7 separate regions of the Mus musculus genome follow, and all the other regions are linked to region 4. Evidence: chromatin contacts called from public Hi-C, HiChIP or PLAC-seq and promoter capture Hi-C data. All regions are on one chromosome and are shown on one strand. Each heading gives the region's core, a stretch centred on a gene start, on an enhancer-like site or on the middle of the called end of the contact. The rest is flanking DNA. Distances are from core to core; before and after follow the strand shown. Region 1 holds the start of Vamp4 (vesicle-associated membrane protein 4). Region 2 holds the start of Myoc (myocilin). Region 3 holds the start of Pigc (phosphatidylinositol glycan anchor biosynthesis, class C). Region 4 holds the start of Scyl3 (SCY1-like 3 (S. cerevisiae)). Region 5 has its middle 23 kb from the start of Myoc. Region 6 holds the start of Tiprl (TIP41, TOR signalling pathway regulator-like (S. cerevisiae)). Region 7 holds the start of Mpzl1 (myelin protein zero-like 1).

Region 1 (3,270 bases), core at 629-3,128, 1.4 Mb before region 4:
GACTGTGGTGGTTTGAGTAAGTATTGCCTCAGGAAGCTGACAGCTTTGAATGCTTGGTCATTAGGGAGTGGCACTCACTACTTGGCAGGGATTAGGAAGTGTGCTCTTGTTGGAATAAATGTGGTCTTGTTGGAGGAACTGTGTCACTTGGGGTGGGCTTTGGGGTTTCAAATGTTCAAGCCAGGCCCAGTGTCTCTTTTGCCTGCTGCCTGCAGATCCAGAAATAGAACTCTCAGCTCCTCTCCAGCACCATGTCTGCCTGATGCCGCCATGCTGATAATGGACTAAACCTCAGAACTGTAAGCTAGCCTCAGTGAAATGATTTCTTTTATAAAGGTTGCTGTGGTTACAGTGTCTCTTCACAGCAATAGAACACTAAATAAGACAGATACTCACGCTGACCATAGAAATCACATTTCCTAAGTTTTCACAAATGCTAGTGATAGTCAAAGGGTCTCTCCCACATTACTAAAGAAGAGTGGGGGCATATGTTCCTGGCCCAAAAGCAATCAAAATAAGTAGCCAAATTAAGGCATTATGACTAAATACAAAGAAAAATAACAGATTACTCATAAGAATAATAAGGCATGTATGAATGACATGTCCATTGTAGCTCTACTATCGTATTTCCTTATGCTGTTAACAGACAAGGACATTAACTAGCTAAGGAAACAAGGCAAGGAAGTTCGGCATAGTAAGCAAATATACGGATAAAATCATCAACTGAAGGGGCTGGAGAGACGGCTCAGTGAGAAAAGGCACTTATCCTTCTTGTTAACGACCCAGGTTCAATTCCTAGCACCCACATGGCAGCTTGCAACAGCCTGTAACTCCAGTCCCAGGGGATTTGAAGTCCTCATCTGATCTTTAAGAGCATCAGGCATACACATAGTAGTGTATGCACATATATGCATGCAGCCAAAAACACCCATACACATAATAAATCTTTTAAAAACATTAAATAAATAGAAACAAACAAACAAAAGACCACCTCTGGGCTGTCTAGTGACTCCGTGATAATCTCACTACCATGCCCTGCCAGAGACACAGACTAAGATACCTTCTATCTGGGCAGGCCATTTCAGTCCAAGTCAGCCAAGTTGTGAGGAGAAAACTCTCAACCAGTGAGCCCAACAGCAACCCTAACTAAAGATCGGGTGAAAGAGGGCTTTCTCCTGGAATTTTCCTCCTCCGGTTTGTTTTCTTGTCCCTGAGCATCTTTTCTTATTTTTGTGTCTATCAAATAACTGGCAATATATTTCCCCACAGTTTAAAAACTCTTAACAAAGGACTAATAACCATTAAGCTTAAAAGACTTGGAGGAGGATAAATTAAAAAAAAAAAGAAAAGAAATACACATTTCTACAGTTTTGGACTAAGTCTATCAACGCCAGACTTCTTTAAATAAATATGTCAAGCAGAGACTGTAAAGGAGATGAATTATTGGCAGAATGGCAATGTAAGGGTGGTTTCCCGCCTGAATCCCTATGTTTGGATCCTGCCATTTAGGCTACAAGCAAAAGGAATGAAACTGAGTAACCCTCAGCAATTTTGTAAATGGTATCAGACAGATATTTTATCACATGCGGCCCCTTTTACTCAGGTCCCTCAGACAGCCCGCAAAGTAGCATCTTCTACGGGACCTACATCCTAGTCACCCTTTCAGCTCCAGTTGAAAGACTTCTCAGCGTTCCCTACTCATCCCATGTACAACCCACGTGCTCCTCCATCGGATCTGAACGTCACAACCCCGGGGGATTCTCCCGGGTTCAAGAAAGACGGAAGCGATCGACCCGCTCAGGGTCTCCATTGCCTGAACATGTCCCCTCCGCCAGAAGACAAGACCCGGAGCGCCGAGACGCTCGATCTCCGTTGCCTGAGCCTGCCCCCTTGCGCCCTCTCCAGGACTCGGAGTACCGAGCGGCTCGATCTCCCTCGCCTGAGCCCGCCCCCTCTGCCCAGCGCCAGGCGGCGGAGCGCCGAGTCGCTCGATGAGCGGGGGCGCTGCAGCAGAGCGGAGCGGTGGCGGCTCTGCGCCTTCGGCCTTCCCCCTCCCACCCTTCTTCCTCCGCTTCCCGCTCCCTCCCCCGCCTGCCCTGCGCTGCCAGCAGGGACTGCTGCCGGGAGCCCATCGGAGACCGCAGGTATCCCGCCCCGGCGCGCCTGAGCAGGCAGGAAGCCAGGCGACGCCCCTGCCTACCGCCCCCAACGTCCGCTGGGGCTGGGAACCGGCCTGCGCGAGGGTCGGGTCGCGAGTGGGGAAGGCCGGGGGCCCGGGGTGTCCTGAGGAAGGGGCGCGAGGACTGGGGAGGGGCTGGGGCGGCCGAGGAGCTTTGAGATCGAGTTGCCCTCCAGGGGGAGAGCTGTTCCCGAGGGGGCACCTGTACGGGGAGTCGGGGGCCAGAGTTCCGAGCAGATGTCGGGGTGCGTGGCCTGGGGTGGCGGCGGCGAAGGGAGCCGAGGAATTGGCCAGAGAGGCTCGCCTGAGGTCCTTCCTCGGGGGTTCGGAGAAAGCGCGCATCCCCGCTGTGCTTAGAATGACCCGGGGGTGGAGGTGAATCCTTACACGTAACAGGTTTTGCGAGTAAGATTTCCAGTCACGATTTGCGTGGAACTGTTACCAGCCGAGACTGCAGATGAGAAATGAGGAAGAACTGGCGAGGGGGATGGAGGCTGAGCAAAGGAAAGCCGTGCCCAGCCAGATTCGAGCTTTTTTAGCGAAATGAAATAGAGCTTGTTTTGTCGAGGTAAAAAGCCAGTGTAGATTAAACAACAGGTTAGAAGTGCGTTACATGTAAAGCCACGGAATAGAGAACGTACTACAGAAGATGCATACGAGAGATTTGAGCAAGCGGGGAAGTACACGTAAGAGTCGTGCGATGTTGACACTTCAGTGAACCGTGTGGTGTTCCATCCACGACGTGGAAAGACATCACGATGACTCTTACTACGTAGACACGTTAACGACAAGAATATTTTTGGTAGGAGGAACTGTAGGCAGAATGGAGTCAACTCTGATTTCTGAGTACAGTTTATTTACGCTACTTATTTTTAATCTGTAAATATCATTAGTTGCGGGTAGTTCCAGGGTAGCTCGTTTATCTATCTGCTGATTTGCTGGTGGTTTGTTTATTTGTCTAGCCTGAGTTTGCTTCCTTCCTCAAACTGATAGCTTGGATTTTAGAACTTGAATAAGAGGTTTACTCCTCATTACGTTTTAGTGTCATACCGTGTAAAGACATTTTGTGAATTTGCTTGATCCCTCTCTCC
Region 2 (3,498 bases), core at 225-2,724, 1.3 Mb before region 4:
ACCCATGAGGGGGCAGTGAGGTGGCTGAGAGGGGGAGGTGCTTAGTGAGCAGGCCTTACAGACTGAGGTCAGTCCCTAAAGCCCATGCCAGGAGGAGAGAACTGGACCCCAAAAGTTGTCCTCTGACCACAACACGGCATGCATGGCCCATGTGTGCTCATATACCCCCCATATGAGCACACACCAGTAAGTAAACATTTATAAAGATGTTCATGAGGCTTCCACGCACACACTGGCTTATGTGAACTTCTGACAAGCCTTGGTACTTGGTACTTGGTTCTCCTGCTTGGTTTTGGTTTTTTTCATTTATCTTATTTTTTTATTTGGAGGAAGGTGTGTGTGTGTGTGTGTCTCTCTGTGTGTGTGTCTGTGTGTGTGTGTGTGTGTTGTTGTTGTTGTTGTTGTTGACAGTTTCTTTTTTTAGGAGAAGTCTCATTATACTGCCCAGTTGTTCTTGAACTCTTTTTGAGACTTAACAATTCCCTTACATTGCATTCAAAGTAGTGGGCTCTCTTTGAAAAGGGAGTACTATTAGCTTACAGCCCGTGAATTTGAATTAGTAAGTAAACTAAATCTCCATTTTCACAACCTTCTCACTCAGTTATTTCATCTCCTCATGGATAGCTACCTAAACCTAAAGTTATGATAACAATACCTGTATTTTCATCCCTATGTTACAGTTGATACAGGTTTCATGAAATACTGTGTATACTCAAAAGTACTTTAAAATTAAGCCTTATGTTGAATAGCTTATGTAGCATACACTTCTGGCATTTAAATATTTTCATATTGCTAACTAAATAACGTGTTTCTTTGAGTCCTTACGTTTTATACGTTTGGAGTTATCTTTCAGAGGTGGGCACACAGGTTTCACCCGTAGGGTTTGGGGGGCACACTCATCCTAAAGCCTGGTCCAGAGCATTGGCACAGGTTCCTGAGACAAGAGCTGTGGTTAGGGAGCTTTTCTGAGGATGTTCACAGGTTTATTCTAAATCTAGGGCAACATCATGTTCTCATCCCCTCTGTAGGAACCAGGAGCCTGGAGGCATTGGGCTCTCCTTTGGACTCTTCTTCGTCTCTGCTACAGGACGTGTCTACTCAGGCATGTCTGTCTCCCTAGTTCCTTATGCTGGTCCAGTGAAACACAAAATAGACTTATATCCCTGTTCAAACTAGCACACAACCAGCTTCTCCTGTCAGACAAGGTGCGCATATGTTCACAAGCACACACAAACAGACTAGAAACTTAGGGGTTATTATTGGGATGTGGGGTACATGCACGGGGACTTCTAAAAAGAAAATAAATTCAAAATAGCCTCCGGCACTTTGTTTTTAAAGACTCTTGCTGGCAGTGTGAGTGTAATCCTCCTATCCCCCCATGGCTGGTCCAACCCAGCTTCATGTGATCACCTCTCCCTCCCTCCACACAGGGCTGGGTCCCCAGGATATATAAATGTCTTTGGACTTCAGGCTTGAGCCAGCAGGGCCACCCATCCAGACACCTTGCAGGAGAACTTTCCAGAAGAAACCTCACCCAGCCTCCACACTGCTGTCCTTCTCTGCACGCTGCTGCAGCTGTGGTCCCAAGATGCCAGCTCTCCATCTGCTGTTTCTGGCCTGCTTGGTGTGGGGAATGGGGGCCAGGACAGCACAGTTCCGAAAGGCCAATGATCGGAGTGGCCGATGCCAATACACCTTCACTGTGGCCAGCCCCAATGAATCTAGCTGCCCAAGGGAGGACCAGGCCATGTCAGCCATCCAAGACCTTCAGAGAGACAGCAGCATCCAGCATGCAGACCTAGAGTCCACCAAGGCCCGGGTCAGATCCCTGGAGAGTCTCCTCCACCAGATGACCTTGGGCCGAGTTACTGGGACCCAGGAGGCCCAAGAGGGGCTGCAGGGCCAGTTGGGTGCCCTGAGGAGAGAACGGGACCAGCTGGAGACCCAAACCAGGGATCTGGAGGCAGCCTATAACAATCTCCTTCGAGATAAGTCGGCTTTAGAGGAAGAGAAGAGGCAGCTGGAACAAGAGAATGAAGATTTGGCCAGGAGGCTAGAAAGCAGCAGCGAGGAGGTAACAAGGCTGCGGAGGGGCCAGTGTCCTTCCACCCAGTACCCCTCTCAGGACATGCTGCCAGGCTCCAGGGAAGGTAAGAGTGCAGGGTGGAGTGGCCACCTGACCCAGAAGGTAGCAAGTTTGCTGGTGACCCATTACAGGACCCCCAGGCTTCTCCTTCTGTTTTGTCTTTTCTCTCAGAAACTGCAAATCCAGCATGCAGTAGTTTCATTAAGGAGAGCAAAGCAAACACTTTTGCATGCTTCTAGAAAGTTGGCTCCTTGTTTAGGTCAGTGGATCTGAGCTCTTGTGCCCAGTCATGACAAAATGATCATGGCCCACAGCCAAATGACAAACATGGGGCCAGGTGGCAGATACATATGATGAATAATCAATAGAAAATGGCTTGCTGTGCCCTTGGATAATTTATTCTTTTTCAACCTTTGCTTAGAATTTGCGATTCCTACCAAAATGACCCCCTATTTATGAGATGCCAAATGATTTGTGCAATGAAAACTGGTTGTCTATTATTATTATTATTATTATTATTATTATTATTATTATTATTACTACTGCTGCTGCTGCTGTTATTAATGTATTTGGTTTTTTGAGACAGGGTTTCTCTGTGTTGTCCTGACTGTCCTGAAACTCCCTCTATAGACTAGACTGGCCTTGAACTCAAAGATCTGCCTGCCCCTTCCCCCTGAAGCACCAGGATTAAAGGTAGGCACCACCAAGGCTGGTGGTTTTTTATTTTTTAATCTCTTACCTTGGTAAAGAAAGAGGAAACAATATCTCTCTCAGGTCCCTTGGTGCGTGGCTATGGAAATTTTGACTTTTGTTGCTGAATCAAAGAATATCTGCTTTCAGGTCACCAAAAAACTCTGCAGTGGCCCTTCTCACAAACGCCCTTTTCTGTTTGTCCCGGCTCCTGCCTGGAGATGGGTATTCGGGCGCACTGAGAGATGGGCACGTTATTTTGGACAGTTAGAAGACAGTATTTGTGCCACGTTTTATGAGTGTTTTGTTCCCAAATAGTTACTTGTTTCATGAACACACACACTCAGTTGTAGGAAGTCTGGGCTCCTTAAAAGTGTCAATGACAAGCACCAAGGGAATCGAGGCAAAAGGTTCATTTTAAACAAAGCAGTCTAAGAAACCTGGTAACCAAACACGTGGGCGTCCTCCATCAGCTCTCCGTGGTCAGGTGACAGTGTAGTTATGAGGGACACTCTCCCAAGCATGTGCTCAAGTTCCTAGAACCAAACTGTCAGTGCAAGGAGCATGATCTCAAGGGCCCTACCACCTTCTCGGGGTTGAAAGCCTCCTGGTGTTTACCTTCCTTGCTGGTGCCGGCTTCTGCTTTGACAGCCAGCTTGTGTCTTCTATCGCACATTCTCTTCCTCCTATTAATGAATTCCTAGTTAAATATTTATATTTAA
Region 3 (3,309 bases), core at 326-2,825, 2.0 Mb before region 4:
ACTAGAAATTGAAGCGGGGTGGGGGGAAACTATGGAAGTGTTTTGAGTTACAGTGTCTGTGGTTGAATAGTACACGCAGAAATGAAGGTTATGGCGGCTCTCATTTCTTCTAGCCAGGCCTTTACATAGCATAACCTTTGTCTGAGAAACCCAGGGCGTTTCTTTCTTTTTTCTTTTTCTTTTTCTTTTTTTTGCATTCGACTTGGTTTCTCAACAGGGCACATGCACCTCTCCACCTTAAGAGTACAACCACTGAGCTCTGCCTCGAAGGCTCTGTCCTCAGAAGCTGGGAAGTTACCTTCTGGGGATGCTCAGGATCAATGGTTTGTTTACCAGGCTGGCCTCACTCAGCCAAGGAATCTTGTCAAACTTTGGAACAAAAGCCTACAGAGAGAGAAATGGAAAGAGATCAGGTTGCAGAGTTTATCACACTTCCGAAGACTAAATCTTAAAGGGAGTCACAGGGCCAGAGAGATGCCTTGGTGGCTAACAGCACTCCTTCCTCTTGGAGAAAAGCCAGGTTTAGTTGACAGCACCCACAAGCCAGCTCATGACTGCCTGTAACTATAGCGGCAGGGGACCTAGCACCTTCTTCTGACCTCCACAGACACCTGGAGTCAGGAGCACATATGTAGACATAATTAAAAACAAAATATTAAAAAAAAGTTAAAATACTTGACCAGTGCTGGTATTACAATAAGCAAAGTAAGCTAACAGCAACCACACAGCAATCAATACATTGCAAACTATTTTAACACGAGAGTCCTCCAACCATTCCATAAGGTGGCCAAGAACAAATAAGCGCCTTCTTTCTTTTACAGACAAAGAATTCAAAGCCCAGATAGTGTGAATATGAATAAATGGGTTCATGCTTTCTGCCTCTGTGTCCACACTATTTAACAGTCTCTATATTTTAAATTCTTCGAGCTTCCATCTATTTATAAATCCTGTGACACTTCCAAGACCCCAGTTGAAAATCAGCAATCTCTCGTCCCAAAGGCTCTCCACCCTCATCTCTTTTAGGTGGCAAAGTCTAGGAAAGGATCCAGCTTTGGAGCCATCCACATTTGGATATTTCTGATCTACTTGCAATTACTAACCAGCTGCCTGACTTTGGTCAAAAACAAACTAATGATCGCATCGTCTCTGTGCAAGTCAACGCACAGGATGCTATGTGAGATCTGGGATCTCCCCGACTCCCCCCCCCTTTTTTTTTTTTTTTTTTTTTTTTTTTTTTTTTTTTGGTGAATACCAGAAGCCTGGTTTGGCACCTATAGGAGGAGGGTTTGGATGCATGGAAAGTCCCTTGGCTGAGAGCCTGTCAACACATGTCATGGTAACCTTGCAGTTACCAGTCTTCCACCAGCCCCGCGACTCTTCCTGCCTTCTCCTGCCTTCCACACCCTGTGAAGTAATTCCCACTGAGGGATTTGCTTCCCAGGCTTAGCATTCCACTAGGAGCAGATTGCCAGGAGAGGAGCAATCAGTAGAGGGCAGCAGTGACCTCGCGGTGTGGAGTCTCGGGGCGGGACGCTTTGGCCGCCGAGTGCTGCGGATCCGGAAGTGCTCCTCCACAGTAGTCCCCTTCCAAGCCGGCGTCCCGGATGTAGAAGTAGCTAGGCGGCCGCTCTTCTCGGTCGTGCACCCCCCTAAAGAGCTTGGTGCAGGTGGGTTCCGGCGTCCTTCGCTGTGAGCGCTTCCGGCTGATCCAAGGCTGGGGCGGGGGTCGGCAGCGGCGGGCGGGGCAGGCCGGTTGGGTGAGTGGTAGCCCAAGACCCTTCGCCGCCCGGTGACGGGGACCTTTCAAATCCCGAGGTCCCAGTGCGTGAGGGCCGACTCCAGGGTGTACGGCTTTTAAAGCAAAGGTCTATCCTAGCCTCCACGAAAAATACAGACGGTCCGGCAGGAAGTTCTTTCTCGAATTTGCTGAATGACCTCTGTGTTTACGACTGGGATGATTGTTTTCTTGATCCTGCGCTAGAGTTTTGCTGTTTCAGTTAATTAGGATGATATAGCACTTTAAAGGATAGTAAGTTCAGCTAATGAACAAAAAAGATTTGAGTTCTTGGTTTGGGCTAAAACTATAGAGAGATCATGCCCTTTTGTACGGTGCAGGTTATTGTCATTCGACCGATAACTTATTCAGATACCTTTGGGGACCTAGTAACGGCTATGGATGGATTCTGTCCCTATAAATTTGCGTAAGTTGCAAATATAATCATGCAAAAATAGTATAAACCTTAGAGTGTATGAATGCCCAAGTTAAGACTGGCTTAGAGAAGGACGACCAGAAGCAGAGACTTTGACACTAGACTTTTGTAGGAGGTCTGGCTCCACGCTGTTAGCCTGGGACCTAAATACTCTACTGTTTTGAAACTCAGATGTCTTATTAGGTAAACTCATAACTGGTATTAACTTGTAAGGCTGTGACAGTTAAAGAAGGTGCATAAGACATTTAACATTCTGAGTTAGATGCAGATATCAATTATTAAGACTACACTTTAAAATGTGAAGGCTTAATGCCGCATTATGTCACCAGACACAATTTATCTAGGCTTTCAGTAAGCCAAGTTGTTTTTTATTGTATCTGATGCCAGCTTCCATATATTTACAGTTCTCTCTTCTAGGAATTTAGCTGTGTTGTCCTGACCCTCAGGACAAACTCATCTAATGCAGGCTCAGCTTGTACTGAAGGCTTTGTAAACAAGGAAAGTTCTGTAGGGTATCAGCATGGCATTTCCAGAGAGTTCTTAATCTACAGATTTATCAAGAACCAGAACCCCATGGACGTCCCTGAGGGAGATTGAGCCAACCTGGATTTGAGGAAAGAATGAGATAATGTGTGCTCAACGTGTAACAGACACCCCAGAAGTCAAGTGGCAGAAGGTTTTATATGAGCGGCAGCCGTTCCCTGATAACTATGTTGACCAGAGGTTCCTGGAAGAACTCCGGAAAAACATCTATGCCCGGAAGTACCAGTACTGGGCTGTGGTATTTGAGTCCAGTGTGGTGATACAGCAGCTGTGCAGTGTCTGTGTTTTTGTAGTGATCTGGTGGTACATGGATGAGGGTCTTCTGGCTCCCCAGTGGCTTTTTGGGACCGGACTGGCATCTTCCTTGGTTGGGTATGTTTTATTCGATCTTATCGATGGAGGTGATGGACGGAAGAAGAGTGGGCGGACCCGGTGGGCCGACCTGAAGAGTACTCTGGTCTTTATCACTTTCACTTACGGTTTTTCACCTGTGCTAAAGACCCTGACGGAGTCTGTCAGTACAGACACTATCTACGCCATGGCAGTCTTTATGCTG
Region 4 (3,037 bases), core at 221-2,720:
AATCTAGTGAGCCCAAAATCTTCACAAAGGCTCATATGCAAATAATCTGTAATCTTGTGGGGAGGGGCATTAGGAGATGGCTCAGTCAGTAAGGTGCTTGGAACCTCAGTCTGATCATTAGAATCCAAGTTCTTATGCCTGGAAGCCCAGCACTGGGGAAGCAAAGGCAGGTGGATTCTGGGGCTCCCTGGACAGAGAGCCTGGCTTAATCAGTGAACTGCAAGCCAGGGGCAGAGCTTACTTATCTCCAGCCCGTGTCCATGTGCCACCTGAGCAATATCACCTGTCACCCAACTCCAGGCGGGGTAACTGAATCTGTGTGTGCCTGTACAATACTGGTCCTTTTTCCTACAGAATCAAATGTCCGCTGGACAGAATGACTGACATACCCTATTGAGGGTAAGATGTGTAAGTTAACCCGTGGCCTCAAAAATATCTGGAATCTTAATGCAGAGATGTAAGAGATGGTTTATTTAGAAACCTGAGTGACACCAGGATAAATGAAGTGAGTAGATGGTAGAAGTATTGAGTGTGTCCCTTCCAATCATGTCTTACACATGCAGCAGGGAACTGTCTTCTAGTGTTAATTTTAGAGGAGTAGGTGACCATCGTGTTTGAGAAAACAGGCTACATGCTACCCAGGATCCCATCCACAGCTGGACTAGGATTAGTGATCAAAGAATGGATGAGAATGCGAGCAAGCACCCAGAGCGAACGATACAGCATAGATGTGAGTCAGGAATGCATCATCCTCCCAGTGGATTTCTTGCCCTGGTTGAAGTGGCTCAATTCTACTCCTCCAGGAAAAGAAAGGCACAAAATAAATTGATCAAGACAATCCTGGTCTCATTCTGACTTGCCTTACAGGACGTGGTAGCTGATGTTACTTTATCTACATTCTTTACCAGGAAGGCAGAGGCTGGCTGCGACCTCCCACACGCAAATGGGTTGATCATTTAGTCTTCGGTTATTGTAACGAAGGTGAACTTTCGAAGAGAACAAGAAGTCAGCGGATATTGGAGCTGGTAATTCTATCACAGGTGTAGTCTTCTCTTCCTCCGTTCCTTTCCCACACACCCCCCCCCCATCCTTATTTCCCCTCTCCTCCCTTCCCCTTTTCTCCTCTTCACTTTCTTCCCTCCTGTCCGGTCCTCTCCGGTCTTGCGTGACATTCCTTCTAATTGTACTATTTCGCTGAATTATGATTCCAGGTTTTCCATCTGAAACCTTAAGCCTTAATTAAGTCTCAAGCGTTAATCGCCATGATTTCTGACTTCACTAAATACATACATACATACATACATACATACATACATACATACATACATACATACATACATACATATCTTCTCTGACAGCAGGCCAATCCTGGTGGCCAGGATGCTGAGGGGGCAGTCACAACCGGAAAAGTTCTGGCTCAGCCCCAAACTCCTCTCCTCCTCCTCCCCGCCCCCTTACTTGTCTGAAGCCAGAGGTGGCCATTTTGGATTCGGGCGGAAATGAACTCAAAAGCGGCTGGTTAAAAACCCAAACATGAAAACCGGGATGCCCCTGCAGTCGGGCTGAAGACACACGCAGAGAGGCTTCCCTGCCGCCAGAGCCGGCTGCCGGGAACAGGCGTGCGGCGCAGGCTCCCCTGGCGCCCACACCTACCCGGGCCCGCGCCCTCGCAGCACCTGTGCGGCCGCTCTAGCTCGGTTCCGGGTTCGCGCCTCGGTGGTGGCGTCGGAGGAACTGAAGGCCCGGCTGTTGAGCCGCTTCCGGGCCCTCGGAGAGCCGCCGGAGCCGGGTCCTCGGGGGTGTCTGTGGGTGGAGGAGCCGGGGTCTGAGCGTCGGAGCCAGCCGCGGGCCAAGAGGGAGCGGAGCCGCCAGCCTCCTCCCGCCGCCCGCAGGTAACCGGGAGCCGTGCGGCCTGGACGGCGGGGCGGGAAGCGAGCCGGGGCGGCCGGTTGAGCGCTGCCCCGGGGAGTTCGGGGTGCCCCTGTGCCTGGCGTCTCGGGTGAGCCCCGCCGGCCGAGGCCGGTGGAGGGCCGAGAGACCGGGCCTGGAGTCCAGCGGGAAGGCCGCGCGGTGCAGGGTCCCCGACGAGCGTCCACACTCAGCCCCCGGGCTTCACGTGTAGAAAAGACAACAACATCTCCCAAGGTCGCTTTTGCTGAGTTCTGGGATCGCTGCTGCTGCTGGGTTGGGGGACATGTGTGTGCTCTGAGCTGATGTCACACCTCGGAGTACTTTTAGTCCACAGAGACTACATGTTTTGCTTGTCAGCTAGCACAATGCGGTTGAGTTCCTGACAGGGAACATACGTGGCCGAGACAGGGCCGCTGGTAAGATTTGTCACCCAGTATCTAAGTGCCAACGAGTACATATCCTTAGGACTCTCGGGCAAGTCATAACCTTTGGCTCTTTGAAGCGAAGGGAACTAGAACCGAAGAGAGTCTCTACTGTCGGGAGAACTAAGGGACATACTTCCCCCAGAGCACACGTGGTATGTGGTTGAATACCTAGGCAAGGTGCTGCTCCCAAACCAAATGGAACCCTTCAGAAGCTTCGCCTGAAGCCAAAGAAATGAGAAGGATGGAAGACATAGATAGATTAAAGTGTACAGTCACATCCTAGACTGTCAACTCGACGTTTCATTATAGAAAGTATAAGTGGTATAGTCAGTAAAAATGCCATATTAGAATATCCTTTTCTACCTTCGTGTGACTTTCAAAGCTACCTGGCACTATTTCATAGTCCCCTTCTTACTTCCCAAACCAAGAAAAAATCCGTGGAGTTGGGAGTGTTCCTTATGTCTTGCATTTCCATAAGCTCCTTTCAGCTCCGTCCTGAGGGTTGTAAAACACTGCTGGTGCCAGCGGTCCTGCCTCTTAGATACAGGCGTGGGGAGAACCAGAGTGACCGCCTTGTGTGTTCTCAAATCCAGTCCTCGGCGCCCTTTCCCTGCTGTGTTGGGCGCGGGGCTCTGTACAGGGCATCCTATTCGCTTCGGTAGAAACTGAGCCTTGCCTTTTTAAAGGTGCTCTTCCTTAGG
Region 5 (3,176 bases), core at 347-2,846, 1.3 Mb before region 4:
CTAGTGTATAAACACATTAAAAATTTTTCCATCTTAAAAAATGTAATAGCCTGGAATTAGAGAGACAGCTCAGTGGTTAGGAGTACTTGCTGTACTCCCTACAGGATCTGAGTTCATTTCCCAGTCATTGTGTGTGTCTCCTCTCTCTCCTCTCTCATGTGTGTGTATGTGTGTGTGTGTGTGTGTGTGTGTGTGTGTGTGTGTGTATGTATGTGTATACATCCTTCTCAACTCCCCTTCCCATACCCTAAATAAACCCGTAATATGGCTGGTACCTCAGAGGGAAGGGATGTCTCAGCATGGGCCCACCAAGGCACCCCTCCCACCTCACCATACCATGTTCTACAAAACATACCCTGCTCTTTTTATAAAATACAACATTTGGTGCCATGACTCAGATTTAGAAACTTGCAGGTTCACATTTCCCAAGACTCAGATTTATGAACTCAGCACAGGTTCGTATTTCCCCCTGCCACGTGGACTTTCCAGCCATTGGATCGCTAGAACTCTCCATCCAAAAGCCGGCGAACTAATATGTTTCCTATATCCACAGTCTTGTTTTAGGACCTCTACACTTGAGTGAGCTCAGTCAGTCTCCTCGAGATGGTTTCAAAGACAGTTTCTCTCTCTGTTTCTCTCTCACACTGCTGGAATATCCTAGGCCCAGGTAAACCGAAATTCTCTCTTGGACTCTGGCCCCACAGCTTAGGTGCTGGTCCACAGCTCATCTACTATTTCGTGAAGACCTTGTAAATCTCGCCTGGCTGCTCGTTATTAGCTATGACTTATGCTTGGGATGCAGAAAGTGATGATAGTAATAGCCTCTACTCTCACCTTCTTCTGTACCCCCAGGCACCCCGCTGGGATGCCTCTGTCACTCAAAGTGAATGCCTTCACCCTACTACTGAGATGCCTTCCAGTTTTAAAGGCTTCCTAATTCACAGGCTAAATTTGGCCCCAATAGATAATTACTCTAAATGGCCACTTATCGAATCTTTAAAAACAAAATAAAACAAAAGACAAGAAACTTTCAGACCTAAGCTGGAAAGATTTCTATGTAGGCTTTTCCCCTCACCTTTGCTCCCAACCCCCTTTTTCCTTCCCTCCCCACCCTGCTTGCTCCCTACCCTTTGACTTTTAACTGCACTCTCCAGACCTTGTTTTGGACTTAATTTGCTCTGTCACTGAATTCTCGGGCTCCTGCAGTCCCCCTCCCACCCCACCCCCCTGTTTGCTTCAGCAGGCAGTCTTAAAGTTTTACTTCTTGGGAAAATTTTATCTCTAATCTCTGATTTCCTTCCATTCTGATCCTTACCAGTTCTAAGATAGGTATGCCAGGAGAAGGGGTCACGCAACAGAGGCTGACTGTGGTGAGACCTACTGTCCACCAGACAAAATGTGTCCATTTGTTTCTGCTGATATATAGCAACCTTCTGCTGATCCATTCTAAGGTATAACACCTGACTTTCCTCCACAGGAGGTGCTGTCACTTCAGTGCCATCTTAGCTAAGGGTGGTCACATGGCTGTCTATAGCTTCAGCACCATCTTGGTTAAAGGCAAGCTCGTGACTATCTGCCATCTTTGTTATGGGCAGATAAGGTTTTTTTCATAAGCTATCACTTCAGTGCCATCTTAGCTAAGGGCAGTCACATGGCTGACTGTAGCTTCTTTACCATCTTGGTTAAAGGCAGTCTCATGACTATCCACCATCTTTGTTATGGGCAGCTCCCACCTCACTGCCTTCTTTCTATCAAACAATCTGACTTAAGGTCTCCAAAGACACTTTTAAGATAAGGTTTTCATATAATTTCTATCCTGGCTTGGTAAATAATTTTAATATTAATTTAAAGATTTAAAACAATAAAAATGTTAAAGATCACTATCTTAAAGATATTTTTAGCCTTATTTTTACTATCATTAGGTTATAATATACCCTCTTTATTTGCTAGATACAATCTAGGACAAGTAATTAAAAACAAGCACAGATTGTTTAACTCAGATATGCTTAAATTTAAGCTTATTATGACAGACAGAGACTCCCAAATGCTCACAGTTTTGCTCCTAACGTCTCTAAGAATATATGGGCACAGCAACAAGACACTGAAAGAACCTAGTGGGGAAACCCCCACTCTGTTCCCGATTCAGCATGCACCCAAGAATCACGAACAGAACAGAACGCCTTGATGTAAAAACACGAGGTAGTTTAATAGCAGAGCTCCAGGTCAAAACGTATCTCACACAGGAGACAGTGGATTCGACCACGAGGCTTGGAAGCTAGGGGTTTTTATAGAAAAGGGTCTGGGGATGGGGGAGGAATTGGCACGGTTTCACATGATTGGTCCATTTAAACATCAGCAGACTGTACATGCAGATAACATTTAACTTAGGTCAGAAGGGCGGGAGATAGGGAGGCGCCGGGCCAGTCGGACTTGTCATTCTCTTTATCTTTATGGCCAAGCAGCCTCAGGAATGTCTTAACTATGGGCCTTCCCGGGGATGTCCTAGCCTGTTCTGCTATGTTCTCAGCCCCAGGTTTCAAAGCTCACAAACAACTCTTTGGGCTATTTGACATAAATTACATGAATCACAGGTCTCAAGTTTTATATTCTTTCAACACTACCTGGATTGTGGTATGATAACCACAGAGAAACACCACTGCATTGCCTTGCCTGCTGCCAGGGCTTGGCCTAAATTGTGGACAGAGGATACCCAGAGAGTTAAATGTCCCATATTGCCTATGACAAGGTGAGTCATTTCTCCCATATTCTTACTCCACAGGAAAAAGCTTTTCATTTTCTGGGCCTGACAGCTAGGCTGACTCTATCCAAGTTGTGATGGAGAGAACAGGGACTGTTTAGATAGTGGACTATAAACTAACTTCTGTAATTTTAATTAATATATGACATCTAGATTATAATTTATTCTTCACAGATTTCTGTTTATATTGACAGCTAAGCTAACTATAGCTTGACGGCTAGAGAAGATACCTCTAGCTCCTTATCCCAAGGTAATACATCACCTTATTAGCTCAATAGTCAATTTATTAACTAGCTAAGACTGCCAGATCTCTTATAAAAAAGACAGACAGGTTTGCCTTACTCACAGGCTTCACGATAAAGGATACACAAATTCAGATGTAACCTTTCACAGATGTAACTGTCTGCTACTTCCTTAT
Region 6 (3,343 bases), core at 396-2,895, 1.3 Mb after region 4:
AGTGCAGCTACATGAAAAGCAGCTCCGTTATGGTAGGCTGCTTCAAATGCTCTGTCTTTCAGCTCTATCACTGGTAGTATCTATTTGCTAAAGGCAAAACATAACATTAGAAATGAGGTGTTTGGGCCTTGTTTAAGATTTAGAGGATCCAGCCCCCTCTCCCACGACACCCCCTAACCAGGCCCACATGCAATGCAGCAAAACACTCATACAACAAAAACAATTCTATTAGAAACATATTCTGAATTAATAACATTTGAAACAACTTATGTTTCAAAAAGGATTCTTTTACATATGTAAATTTTAAACAACAACAACAACAACAAAAGGTCCTGAAGAGCCTCCCTTTTTCTTTCTTTCCATCAACTGCCTACCAAACTTAAGCACTGAATCTCAGCTTCTGTCATCTCTTTCCTGCTTACTGGCCTCCTCTCCAGCATTCCAGCCCTCCATCTTCTACAACACCTCCAAGAAACCTTCCAGACACAACCACGATGCATGTAGATATTGAGTAAAACTACACCTGATGACTACTATATAAAATTCAAACTTCTTAGCAAGACAGAGAACTCTCCAATGACGAGGGAGGCAACACTCTGCCAGGGCGCCCCCCCCCCAAACTTTGTCAGGATACAGTTATAGGCATCCCCAAACACCTCAGATCTCAGTCTGAGTGCTGGCTTTACCCGGCCATCCAGTCTCCAGACTTGATCAAGATTCTGCCCAGGTGCACTGACCCTCGCGCGAACACACTAACGCGCACACACACCTGTATACATCTTCATCCTAACCAACCACACAATAATATAACGGTCTCTCGTGAAACTATGAATTCCTTGGGCCTTTCTCTTTCATCTGTCCTATCTCAAGTGCTTATCACAGCACCTGATTTGCTAAAAGAAGGAAAGAAAAAAAAAAAAAAACCTGAAATCTTCATCCTAAACAGTCACACAGTAACGTCACACGGTCTCACGTCCTCTGAAGTCTGTGGTACTCAATGGTTCATGTTCAGAACCTCAAGAGCACACCACAGAACCAAAGAAGCTCAAAACTAAACATAAATACCATTTCCGTCATTGCCCGCAAGGGAACAGGTCATCGCGCCCAGAAAGGTTGCGCAGGCTTAGGTAGGAAAAAAAGGAGCGGCGAGGTTTAGGTGAAGTCCACCAAAACAGCCGCGCTCAGTTCAACCCTGAGAAGCTACAGTTCCAGCAAGCAGAGGTCGCCGCGAGCAGGGAACAGGACCATTTACTGAAGTTGTCAATCAACGGTCGGTCAGAGGGACCGAGCCTGCGGCCCCAAGTACCGCGTGAGGCTGCACCGAGACCGTCAGACCCCCAGCCCGGACACCAACCGGACCTGGCCCGGCTCGGCTCGGCTCGGCTCGGCTCGGCCCGGCCCCGCCCCACAGCCTCACTTTTCCACATCCGCAGACTTCATGATGTGGGTCTTGGACGCCGTCAGCTTCCAAGGCCCGAAGGAGAAGTCCTGGTGGCTGCTCTGAAAGCCGTGGATCATCATGGCAGAAGCGGAGCCGCAGGGTTACTCGGAGCAAGCGCCTGCGGCAGCGGTCGCACGATGGCCCTCTCTGCAGCGCGGCTCCTGGGCGCGTCCGTTACCATCTCGGCCCCGCCCCCTGCCGCCGCGCCGTAGGCCCGCCCTTCCGCCGTCTCTTCCGCCCCTCCTGGTTTTACTTCCGGGACCACTAGCTCAGGGTGACACACGTCTTACGTGGAGACGCTGAGGGGCGGGACTTGAGCGCGGGGGTGTCGCTCTGGCGCGCCGCCCTGAAGTCTCCGGGTGACGTCACCCCAGAGTGAATGTGGGAATTTGTCTTTCTGGATCCAGAGCCCCGTGCTTCACTGCCTTACCTCCTCCTTACAGACCGCTCCAAGCAGTGTCATCACCTCTTGTGCTTATGAGTCGTGGTGAAGAGGACATGCCCAATGTCCCTATCGCTCAGGAAGCCCAGCACCAACAGCGACTTTGGAGCCAATGACAAATAGTAGCTCCTCCACCTTGAATCCCAGTGGAAGAGCCCCACTTTCTTACCGTGCAAACCGCCGACGCCCTGTGTTTGATTCTTTGTACCACGAAAGAAACGTCAAATTATCCTTATGATATTTTAAGACTTTTCTACCCGCACACAGGTGTAGTGGAAACGACGCTGAAAGCCCGGTGCTCCGTCCATGCTTGCAGTGCAACTGTGTGTATCTTTGGGTAAAACACAACTGATTCTTTTCGGCCCCAGCTGCCTCAAAATGAGATGGTTTAATGTTTGAGCATCTCAAAACTGTTCACCATCTCAATTCCAACACCCCCTCTCTTATTCACTCAGTGTTTGTTTCATCGACGCTGGAACCGCTAAGCAGCGTTGTTGCATGATTTCTGCTTCAATTCCTACCTTGTCTACCAGAAGGTGTTAAGCCAAGTAAACCTTTTCCTCCTCAGGTATTTTCTGTTTGTGTGTCTGTCCCAGGAACCCATCATCAATTTCCCCTGCCCAAGGTGTCTGGATTAATTCATTCCGTTGGCATCCTATCCTTGGTTCCTACATAGTTACTCTATTTCCATTGCCTACGGAAAGTAGGGCGTCTCAGCTTCCGCAGAGGATAAAGATGTTCATCCCGAATAGTGGAGGATTGTCTACCATCACTGACCTCCAGAGGTTGGCCCCTGACGCACTTCCCAAGGAGGCTGGGGTCCTTTCACTGACGTTACATTGTAAACCTCACATCATCTAGATCTGCTAGAAGACCTAATAAGGAGGTAAATGAGCAAATTACATGCAACGAAATCCATCCTCTTTTCTTTCTGAAAGAGTTCCATACAGCCAGCCTAGGCTAGCCTTCAATTCACTATTGTAGCTAAGGAGGACCTTGAATTCCTGATTGTTCTGCTTCTTCCCAAGTGCCGTGTGTGTGTGTGTGTGTGTGTGTGTGTGTGTGTGTTTTTCACCAAGCCTCCAACATTCTTACTATATGAAGTCTTCCTTTGAATTTTTCTGCATTAGGCCAAGAAAAAAATGTATAGAATCTCTGTGATTTTTGAAAACAGCCTAGTCTACATAGCAAATTCCAGGCCTATGTATTCCTTGTTTCAATAAACAAACAAATGTGCCTCTTGTTCTTTCAGCATAGGTCATGGCTGAGGCTGAGTTTAGTTTCAATCATTCTACCTAACAGCGACAACAACAGGTCTGCTACTCAAACTACCACACTGAAGGAGAGTCTCTCCTAACTACAATGTATCAAGTCATGTTCAATTGACTCTAAAATCACATTCCTCCATCTTTGAACCTACCATGTTGTATTTTATTTCCATACTTGTTATCTGGAAGTGT
Region 7 (3,137 bases), core at 522-3,021, 1.7 Mb after region 4:
CTCATGTCAATCCCCCTGTCCCAACCACTCAAGTGCTGGGATTTCAGGTGTAAGCCATCATACCTGGCTTCTAAAAAAAAAAGAAGAAGAAGAATGGTTTCTTTTATAGCAGAGCAGGTGACATTTCATTCATAACACAGTCCCTGCTTCTGCAGCTTTTAACACCCTGAATTTAAGATCACTCTGACCGCCCTGTCCCCAACGGCAATGTCTGACATCACACAATTCAGCCCACAATCAGTCTGATAAAGTGGAGTTTGGGTCTGTTCTGTGTTCCTTTGCTTAAACACAAATACAGCCGGCACCAATAGAAAAAAAAATGGCAAAAACAAACAAACAAACAAACAAACAAAAACCCACGCCTTTTCTGTTTCCTTAGGAGAAACAGGAAAACAAAAACAAAAACAAAACAGATCCCATCTGATACATAAAAAAAAAAAAAAAAAAAAAGAATCTTGTCCATTTTCACCTCCAAGCTATTAACTAGGAGCTTAAATGAAAGCTGGAAATCCAACAGAATCTCACCTATACTCCTGGTTCGAGAGACTACTACATTAAGAACTTTTGCACGAAAGAAAGTACTGAGTAATGGATTTTGAACAAATTACATTTTACACAACAAAAGAATGAGTGGGAGGAACCCCCTCCGTGTTTTCTTAGGAGTTCGACCTCTCGGTAACCACTACTTAGCTGAATTCTGAGACAGAAACAAGTACTTTACTTTGAACAACACACAAAAAAAGTCCTGGGGCAGACACTACTTCAGACGCCCCATAAAACAACTCGTCCAAGACGTCATATAAACCGAGCCGGAGCCTTTATCAAAAACTTAAGCCTGGTTTATTTGGTAAGGGCCTGAGAGGGGGGCTTTTAAAATCAAAGTAAAAGCATGCTTTGTAAATGTTCGTCTTGTCAAACTATCTTGCCCATGTTTACCATTAATACGAATTCGACCGAATTCTTTCAAGCCTTTGCATTCTAGGCTAGAAGTAACGTAAATTTCGCCTCTGTGATTTACAGACCCCAGAGATGAAATAAATGAGAGTCTGAGTTTTCAATCATAGAGCCTTAAGAATTGATCTGAGCGCATTCGAAATAGATCTTACCAGGTAAAGGAAAAACACTGGTTTAAACAAGGAAATAAACCAACAAAGGCCCACAGGTGAAAAATCCTGCAATCTTCCGCCATCTCCCAAAGGTGGAGAACATCAATTCCAGAGTCGGACTCCCGGGAGGTCCTGGGCAACTCAGAATCGCCAGGAGGCGACCGCAGGGGACTGGGCGTGAGTGGGCTCCTGGGACTGTCCCCAGGGAGCTGCAAGGTAGGGAGCTCCCTCACCCCTCCCCGCCCCACCCCCCTCGCCCTCTACGCAAAGGGATCCAAAGAAAGAGGTTCCTCGGCTCCCGGCCGCGCTCCCCGGGCGGCGTGCCCAGGCCCCAGAGCTCGCAGGCCGCGCCCCCTCCCCTCCGAGGCGCCCCGAGCGCGCGCACGGCCGCGGAGCCCCCGCCCGACCCCGGCTCGGCATCACTCACACAGCCCGAGCATCGCGGCTAGCACCGACCACAGCCAGCGCCGGCGGGCCGGGGCCGCAATCAGTGCCACGGCTCCGACGGCCTCTGCCATCCTGCTCCCGCCGCTCCGTTCCGCCCGGCTTCCCGCTGCGGTCGGCTGGCTTGCCTTAGACCACACAGCTCTGTCCGGATCGCGGCTGCGAGCGCGAGGACACCTCCACGCCACCGCTCCCCGCTCCCGGCCCCAGTGGCCAACCGCCAGCCTTCTGCCCAGCTCCAGCCCCTGTGCCCGCCCCACTGCTCGCTCATTGGTCCTCCTGGCAACCTGGGAAAGAAGCCATTGGACAACTCGACTCCCTGTCAGCCCCCTCGGGCAAGGCCCCGCCCTCCGGGCCCCGCCCTTGGTGTGATCTGTGCAGCATGCCCGCGTACTGTGCCTCTGCAGCCGCATTACTTTGAGCCTGCCTGCGTGGCTGGTCGTGGGGCTGCCCTCCGGCCCACCGCCGCCAGAGGCTGCCCTCCTCTCTGAGGGGCCAGTCCCACAGTTCTCTTAATGTCCCTCCCCGCGGTCTCTTCCAAGTCCGGATATCATTTCCGACTAGGATCTGCTTGGTTACTCCTGGCCTCACTCACCTAAAGAAAAGCAATTAATTTAGGGACCGGGTGGGGGAGGGGAGGAGTGAAGTGAAGAGAGAGGTGAGGAAAGACTTCCATTCAGTGGTCGAGATAGAAAAAGACCCACCATCTCTTTGACCTTTGCCGAGTATCTGTCTTTGCCTGAACTGGATCATTTGCGTTGCAACATGAGAAGTCTCCATCTTGCCCTAACCTCTGAGCAGGCCCTTTTTTGGCTTTTCAGAGGACAGGAAAGGAATAGGAATTGGAACTCTTTCCCGCCACCTAGATAACCAGTGACTGCACTTACTGTTTGTTTAGCATATCAACGTCCCTCGGCCTATAGATGAAAAGTTAGGACGGAGGCGGTGCCTTACTTCAATTCTGAAAAGTGCCGGCTGCTACTAGTTACCCAGCAAACCCTAAAGAGAGGGAGGATTCTGAGAATGGTCTTCAAAGGGGGAAAAAGGAGGGACCAGACACAAAACAGATTAGAGTGAACGAAGAACGGGAAAATCCAAGTGAGAGTTTGGAGGAGGAAAACAAGTTTTAGGAACAAGACTATAATAGGCGGAGCGTAGTCCAGTAGACCAAAACGCGGCCTCTCCTTTCAGGATTTTGTCAAAAGCCAGTCTTAACAGTGTCCTTCCGATGTTTCCAGTGGCCTAGCCCCTTAACCTTGCAGTAGAGCAAGTTCCTAATTACTAGGCAATTGGAGAAAACCAAGAATGCATATCGCAGCTATTTTGCCTTCCGGTTAGCAGGTCCTGCCCATCGGTGGCACTTTACTTTCAAGGAGCACACATTGGAGTTTTAATAACCAAGAGTTTAGCAGGAAAGTAGAAAGGGCAAGCTGTGGAGGAGTCTGAGAAAGAAGGACTGTCTCAAGTTTGAGGCCAGCCAGCCTAGGCTGCATCAGGAGTTCTAAGGCAGCCTGTGCCACACAGTGTAGACTACCCTGTGAGACTCTTAAAACTTTTTTTTTTTTTTTGTGGCCATCCTTAGGTTAT

What was found. Promoter capture Hi-C pulls out the DNA fragments that hold promoters and counts their contacts. A called contact is a pair of places that touch in the nucleus more often than the background predicts. HiChIP or PLAC-seq counts read pairs in DNA pulled down with a chosen protein or histone mark. Capture Hi-C pulls out chosen DNA fragments and counts their contacts.
Region 1: a contact with region 4 is called in a promoter capture Hi-C map of pre-B cells, with 6 times the contacts expected there. The contact joins the promoter of Vamp4 here to the promoter of Scyl3 in region 4. A contact is called at or near these places in 5 of 39 promoter capture datasets (the 3T3-L1 cell line, embryonic stem cells, hippocampal neurons and 2 more), 5 of 484 Hi-C or Micro-C datasets (B cells, double positive thymocytes, embryonic stem cells and 2 more), 3 of 115 datasets of contacts at active chromatin or transcription factors (astrocytes, large pre-B cells and microglia) and 2 of 9 other capture datasets (adipose tissue and liver).
Region 2: a promoter capture Hi-C map of the C10 cell line shows a contact between it and region 4, with 4 times the contacts expected there. The contact joins the promoter of Myoc here to the promoter of Scyl3 in region 4. A contact is called at or near these places in 4 of 39 promoter capture datasets (the C10 cell line, hippocampal neurons and liver).
Region 3: a contact with region 4 is called in a promoter capture Hi-C map of liver, with 2.7 times the contacts expected there. The contact joins the promoter of Pigc here to the promoter of Scyl3 in region 4. A contact is called at or near these places in 4 of 39 promoter capture datasets (hippocampal neurons, liver and pre-B cells), 1 of 115 datasets of contacts at active chromatin or transcription factors (astrocytes) and 1 of 9 other capture datasets (liver).
Region 5: a Hi-C map of effector CD8 T cells shows a contact between it and region 4, with 7 times the contacts expected there. The contact joins the enhancer-like site here to the promoter of Scyl3 in region 4. A contact is called at or near these places in 4 of 39 promoter capture datasets (the 3T3-L1 cell line, liver and pre-B cells), 1 of 484 Hi-C or Micro-C datasets (effector CD8 T cells) and 1 of 9 other capture datasets (adipose tissue).
Region 6: a promoter capture Hi-C map of adipose tissue shows a contact between it and region 4, with 2.8 times the contacts expected there. The contact joins the promoter of Tiprl here to the promoter of Scyl3 in region 4. A contact is called at or near these places in 1 of 39 promoter capture datasets (pre-B cells), 3 of 484 Hi-C or Micro-C datasets (CD4 T cells, olfactory sensory neurons and regulatory T cells), 3 of 115 datasets of contacts at active chromatin or transcription factors (embryonic stem cells, memory CD8 T cells and pancreatic cancer cells) and 2 of 9 other capture datasets (adipose tissue and liver).
Region 7: an HNF4G HiChIP or PLAC-seq map of pancreatic cancer cells shows a contact between it and region 4. The contact joins the promoter of Mpzl1 here to the promoter of Scyl3 in region 4. A contact is called at or near these places in 2 of 39 promoter capture datasets (cranial neural crest and pre-B cells) and 1 of 115 datasets of contacts at active chromatin or transcription factors (pancreatic cancer cells).

What each region holds. Positions count from the first base shown.
Region 1 is chr1:162,568,637-162,571,906 of GRCm38.p6, forward strand. Vamp4 (vesicle-associated membrane protein 4) reads left to right here and starts at 1,879. Exons shown (of 8, transcript NM_001356527.1): 1 at 1,879-2,144.
Region 2 is chr1:162,637,676-162,641,173 of GRCm38.p6, forward strand. It overlaps Myoc (myocilin), which reads left to right and starts at 1,475. Exons shown (of 3, transcript NM_010865.3): 1 at 1,475-2,150. The coding sequence starts at 1,589.
Region 3 is chr1:161,967,613-161,970,921 of GRCm38.p6, forward strand. It overlaps Pigc (phosphatidylinositol glycan anchor biosynthesis, class C), which reads left to right and starts at 1,576. Exons shown (of 2, transcript NM_001039045.1): 1 at 1,576-1,667; 2 at 2,628-3,309. The coding sequence starts at 2,839. It overlaps 4930558K02Rik (RIKEN cDNA 4930558K02 gene), which reads right to left. Exons shown (of 7, transcript NM_001204904.1): 2 at 299-384.
Region 4 is chr1:163,928,295-163,931,331 of GRCm38.p6, forward strand. It overlaps Scyl3 (SCY1-like 3 (S. cerevisiae)), which reads left to right and starts at 1,471. Exons shown (of 14, transcript NM_028776.5): 1 at 1,471-1,892.
Region 5 is chr1:162,614,130-162,617,305 of GRCm38.p6, forward strand. No RefSeq gene overlaps it. Among named protein-coding and RNA genes, the nearest start is that of Myoc, 23 kb to the right of the region's middle. Within about 2 kb of position 1,597, at least 26 of the 459 cell types and tissues checked have an H3K27ac peak or open chromatin away from gene starts, as enhancers often do. A contact at or near this core is called in effector CD8 T cells, where this site is marked.
Region 6 is chr1:165,235,313-165,238,655 of GRCm38.p6, forward strand. Tiprl (TIP41, TOR signalling pathway regulator-like (S. cerevisiae)) reads right to left here and starts at 1,646. Exons shown (of 7, transcript NM_145513.4): 1 at 1,418-1,646. The coding sequence starts at 1,521.
Region 7 is chr1:165,632,770-165,635,906 of GRCm38.p6, forward strand. It overlaps Mpzl1 (myelin protein zero-like 1), which reads right to left and starts at 1,772. Exons shown (of 6, transcript NM_001083897.1): 1 at 1,534-1,772. The coding sequence starts at 1,624.